Regions from separate parts of the Zea mays genome. Here region 1 is linked to region 2. The links are chromatin contacts, called in public Hi-C maps. All regions are on one chromosome and are shown on one strand. Each heading gives the region's core, a stretch centred on a gene start, on an enhancer-like site or on the middle of the called end of the contact. The rest is flanking DNA. Distances are from core to core; before and after follow the strand shown. Region 1 holds the start of LOC100037751 (tubulin alpha-1 chain-like). Region 2 holds the start of LOC100194106.

Region 1 (2,810 bases), core at 121-2,620, 140 kb before region 2:
ACGCTCAGATCAGATTACTTACTGGTGTAGTGACCACGGGCAAAGTTGTTGGCTGCATCCTCCTTCCCACTGATGAGCTGCTCAGGGTGGAAGAGCTGGCGGTAGGTGCCAGTTCTCACCTCATCGATGACAGTGGGTTCAAGGTCAACAAAAACAGCACGGGGCACGTGCTTCCCAGCACCAGTCTCACTGAAGAAGGTGTTGAAAGCATCATCACCTCCCCCAATGGTCTTGTCACCGGGCATCTGACCGTCAGCCTGAACAAAACACAAATGTAGTAGTGTTAATATGCGACTTAAGGAGTCTATGTAAAAAATACATGCCATCTACAGTAGTAGACCAGACAGATGCATGATCTTAAGGTAACACAGGCCTGAATCTCATATTTCAAACTATGACACACGATTCAAATGTCCTAGGGAGCCATGATTGAATCTCCGATTGCAAACACTTGAAATATGTGAACAGCATTTAGTCCTAGATAAAGCTAATAACAGCTAGGACTACATAACAACATGCCAGTCTCTATCCCATTTCTAACAGATTTAAACAGAAAAATGCAAATTGGGTTAAGGTGCCTAAGAGTGACGTGTATTCGTTTTTTTTACAGAATTAATAACAGTATGAATGGATGCATTGTGGGCATGGAACTTAGCCTGTGAAAATTCATCAAGGCTCACATCAAATTAACACTAAACATACTATAGTCTGTATTTGTACATCAAGGCTCACATATCAACAGGCAATACGGAACTTAGCCTATGAAAATTCAAAGATCCAAACTGACAGTACATTTAAACGAATTCTGGGCACTCAGATCTACCACGCACGTGGGTTTCGGGTGATCCCTATTCAAATTCTACGTATCAAAATTCCAGTTCAAAAACAATTGCAATCTCGCTCAGACACCAGTTCTCCGGATCAGACCTAGCAAACCCGGATCCGGGTAGCCACCATTACATGCATCCAGATCCGTACAGATCTACCGATTTGAAACGTCATTTCCTCCGGCGGATTCAGCCCCACCAAAAATCCAGCAAATATTAGCGATGAAACCCCCATACCGATTATAGATCTACCTCAACAGAGGGAGAACGGGGGAGGGAATGACGGATCGTTACCTGAATGCCATGCTCAAGGCAGTACAGCTCCCAGCACGCGTTTCCGACCTGGATACCGGCCTGGCCGATGTGGATCGAAATGCACTCCCTCATGGTGTCGTCGTACGGGTGGAGCGGCGGCCGGCGGAAGGAATTGGGAGAAGGGGGAAAGGTTTGAGCCGCGGAGGTAGGCGAGTACGAAGACGCCTATCTCTGCGATGCTCAATTAGGGTTACGCCTGCTCCCACTCGTCTCGCTTTATAGAACAGAACGACAGCCTGGGCCACGAGCCCACGATGGAGTGCCAGCGCAAGCGAGGGAAGGGGGCGGTGTTTTTTCGTTTGAGCCCCTGAGATTTTGATTGTTTTAATGGTTCGTGCTCCACGTCCGTTCAACGGTCGGTTGGTTCGTGACACAGTACCTGGGTCAAGAGCGGACATGTACTGGCTACGGAAATCGAAACCTTGCAGGGCATTACGAGCAAAATATTTCAAAAATACATTTCTTTTTGTTGATACCTGAGTTCTCACCACCAAACTGTCACCGCTTCCTATTATTACGAATAAGGGATAGTTTGGGAGTTAAAAAAACAGAGGAAATTAGAGTAGTTAAATTCACCTTATTATTTAATTTTGAATAAGAAGAAAAATTTAACCCATTTTGCGGCATCTAAACTAGTCGTAAGTGTACCTAAATTCTTAACCTAGTTTTATATTTGACTATTTCACTTACTTATCTTCAAAACTGGTTGTTTAATCTCCACAACTTTACAAAACCACATAAATAATCCATTAGACAATTTTAGTTGATAGTTTTAAATTTTAATAACGTGACACTGATTTAAATGACACCAGTTTTATATTTTTTTAATTCTATTTTCTATTGGTGTCCAAAATGTATACAACTTCACAAAAATTCGGTGCCACCAAAAAATTATTGCGGTATTTACTCGCCCTCACTTGTCTCTCAACCAAACACTATAGAAATTGTCACTTGTCTCTGAACCAAACACTATAGAAATTGTGGCATTCCTCTTTCATCCCTTCTTAGGTATTTATCTCGTCCTCACTTGTCTCTCAACCAAACACTATAGAAATTATGACATTCCTCTTTCATCCCTTCTTATACATTCAACCAAACACACCCTTAAGGATCAAAAACATATTTTGGATCCAAAAACATATTTACGAAGTTCATGATCTAAGTGGCAACCCTTGACAAGTTCATGATCTAGATGGCACCTTAGACAAGTTTAAACGTCGCTGAAGCATTTAACTCATAACGCAATCCTGATGCTTGACAGGCCTCAAAATTCCCAGCGGCGTATGAGTGATGACATTACGACAACAACACAATCCACCGAGGCGCATAACAGTTTTCCAATATCGAGAAGCAATAATGTAGTGTAGACAACCATCCATAACGACGTTCTTAATAACCCAGTGGCACAGCGGGGCGGACATAACCAGAAAGTCTTACAACATCAGGTGTTGCAAACCACAACGGGGACAAGAGCAGCACACAAGCCTGACGATGACCGCATCAGGATACTTCTAGTACTCATCACCATCATCACCTTCCTCACCCTCATCAAACTCAGCACCAACCTCCTCGTAGTCCTTCTCGAGCGCTGCCAGATCCTCACGGGCCTCAGAGAACTCGCCCTCCTCCATACCCTCACCGACATACCAGTGCACGAAGGCACGCTTG
Region 2 (2,928 bases), core at 285-2,784:
CCTCCCCCTCCCACGAAATGGCGCAGCGACGCACCTCGCTGCGGTTGGGAGTCCACCCCCCCACACAGCCACAGATGACAGACCCTGCCTGCGAATATCTTGGAAACAAACTAGAACAAATCTCGAGCAGATCTCTAGATTAGTCCGACGTTATTAGATCACCATTTCATAATCCCCGCTTGTCTAATACTACTCATAATGCTTCGACACTACATACGTGTACTCTTTTTATTTTATTTTTTTTGCTGCTTTTAGCTAGTGGCCCCATGCATGTGGGTTGGGCCCAAGTCATAATCCACCCGATCGAGGCATCTTTGCTGGCAAGCTACAGGCTGCACTGGCAATAAAAACGTACACCCAGAGCATTTTTTTTTTCAGATAATTCCATCATTTAATTCCCTCAAAAATAAACTGCACGAACCACTGATTTGTTGCCTACCGATGCGGCGATTATTTATTTTATCCCCGGTCTGCTGTGCAGCTTTTAGCTCTGATATGATGAGTGCTGCTGCTAGAGAAATTAAAAGCAATCGAGGTCGGTTTAAACGATTCAGGCTGAGCCAGTAATGAGTCGTCGTCTGTCGAGATATGACTGGAGGAGGGATGCTGACGAGAAAAATATCTCCCGAATGTTGCAACGGGTGCATCAAAAGAACCAAAACCTAAGTGCTATTCTTGTTTCATGCATGGTCTCATATATACACACACTTGAACACTGTACGATTAGGAATGGATTATAAGCATCCGAATTATATGATAAATTTAATATTTTAACATAGATATACATAAAATTTAGTGCTAGTCTTTAGTAATGCTGTTAAGAAATATTATGGAAGATAAGAATAAAAACTATACTTTTTTCATTGACGAAAAAGGTGAAAAAACATTCAAATCTAAATCCGTATCCGTATCTGAAATTTATACCAACTATTTAAAAACATATACAACGAAATTAAGATTTATTTTTTTATAAATCGTAATAAGCTCAACGCTAAAAACAATAATAATAATTTGCATAGCAAATTCTATTGTATGATATAAGGAAAACAATAACTATGGTAGCAATCAATTGGCTCATATATGAAGTATAGAAGATCAATACGAATTAACTAACCCATAATTAACTGAATTACCAGCTGACCTTGCACCCGGGGGGGGGGGGGCAACAGCACAAAAAAGGACAAAACAGTAGTAATTGCCTAAGCAACCCCTCCGCTGCGCTGACGCCATCATGAGGTAAGGCGATCAAATAAACATGGCCTACTTGCCAGGATGCTGTACAATACAAGGGAGAGGGCGCGCAATATAAAAAGTTTAGAGGAAGAGGGACGCGAGAATACTTTAGCCGCCATTTGCACAGTTGGATCGCAGCTCAAAGGAACCACCATTGCAATGCAAGGAGGAGCCGAGGAGGCCGAGTAGTCCACATTCACACCCAACCCAACCGCAATTAAAAACAGTGTGGCCCAACCCAACCCAGCCCAGTCCAGCCCGAGTGGTTATATAAGGCGATGCGGCATGTCCCATTCTCCCATCTCCATTGGTGCTGCCATTGTGAACGAAAGGGACCAGGCTATACGCCCCCTCTCCTCCAATCCAATCTCCACAGGTTGGTCGCACTCCCTCCCTCACAACACATACCATACCATACCATGATGTCACACCACTCCTCTCAGAATCAGATGCGCGCTCTTCCTTGCATCTCGTGCCACTCCAGCTAATTTATGTGTGTACGGAGTAGCACGCAGCTGATTCGCCTCTGCGCGCAATGCAGTGATCTCCCCCCCCCTCTCTCTCTCTCTACCTAACTCTTGTCTGTTGATGCTGTTCATCAGGACCTGTGCTGAGCTTTGGAGCAGCTAGTAATTAAGCCTAGAGCGCTAGCAGTCCTTTTGGATTTCGGTTCGGAAGCAAGGCGTGCCGGACTCCCAAATCCCAATCCCAAGCAAGCAGTGTGCAGATGGCAACGCAGTGGTTCTCCAACATGGTGAGTGATCCGGGTCCGTTACTGGTTGATGAGCTTGTCATCTGCCGTTCGATGGCAGCAGCTGATGGCCTGATGCTTCCTTTAATTTGCTGGCGCGCGCGCAGGTGATGGACGAGCCGAGCTTTTTCCACCAGTGGCAGTCCGACACGCTGCTGGAGCAGTACACGGAGCAGCAGATCGCGGTGGCGTTCGGCCAGGGGGAGCCGGTGGACCACGCCGTGGCGGCGGCCCTGGCGACGGCGATGCCCATGCAGCTGCAGCAGCCCGCGGCGGCCGAGCAGCCGCACCACCGCCCGCGCAAGGCGGCCAAGGTCAACACCAGCTGGGACTCGTGCATCACGGAGCAGGGCTCCCCCGCCGCGGACTCCTCCTCGCCGACCATCCTCTCCTTCGGCGGCCACACCGCGTTCGCCAAGGCGGAGCCGACGACGCACCAGCCGCCCAGCTGCGCCGGGTACTACGGCGCCGCCGCCGCCGCCGCGAAGGCGCCGAAGCAGGAGATGATGGACGCCGCCGCGATGCCGCCGTTCCAGCAGGCGCGCCCGGCCAAGCGTTCCTACGACGACATGGCCGCGGTGGCCGAGGCCGCCAACGCGCCGTCCGCCAACACGCGCCCGGCCTCCCAGAACCAGGACCACATCTTGGCCGAGCGGAAGCGCCGCGAGAAGCTCAGCCAGCGCTTCATCGCCCTCTCCAAGATCGTCCCTGGCCTCAAGAAGGTACGTAGGGCCAAATCCATGGCGACATGCCGCCGAGCGCGACTACTAGTACTAGCCAGCCAGTTCCGGTCAACTAACTGATTTGGATGGTGCTCGTCGCAGATGGACAAGGCATCGGTGCTCGGCGACGCGATCAAGTACGTGAAGCAGCTGCAGGACCAGGTGAAGGGGCTGGAGGACGACGCCCGGCGGCGCCCGGTCGAGGCGGCGGTGCTGGTCAAG

What was found. A called contact is a pair of places that touch in the nucleus more often than the background predicts.
Region 1: a contact with region 2 is called in a Hi-C map of endosperm, with 1.8 times the contacts expected there. The contact joins the promoter of LOC100037751 here to the promoter of LOC100194106 in region 2. A contact is called at or near these places in 3 of 25 Hi-C or Micro-C datasets (endosperm, root tip and tassel).

Annotation. Positions count from the first base shown.
Region 1 is chr1:277,610,915-277,613,724 of Zm-B73-REFERENCE-NAM-5.0, reverse strand. It overlaps LOC100037751 (tubulin alpha-1 chain-like), which reads right to left and starts at 1,370. Exons shown (of 4, transcript NM_001308507.1): 1 at 1,122-1,370; 2 at 23-257. The coding sequence starts at 1,214. LOC103643947 (tubulin alpha-2 chain-like) reads right to left here. Exons shown (of 4, transcript NM_001397163.1): 4 at 2,455-2,810. The coding sequence ends at 2,654.
Region 2 is chr1:277,471,463-277,474,390 of Zm-B73-REFERENCE-NAM-5.0, reverse strand. LOC100194106 reads left to right here and starts at 1,534. Exons shown (of 5, transcript NM_001329706.1): 1 at 1,534-1,609; 2 at 1,836-1,987; 3 at 2,092-2,706; 4 at 2,809-2,928. The coding sequence starts at 1,961.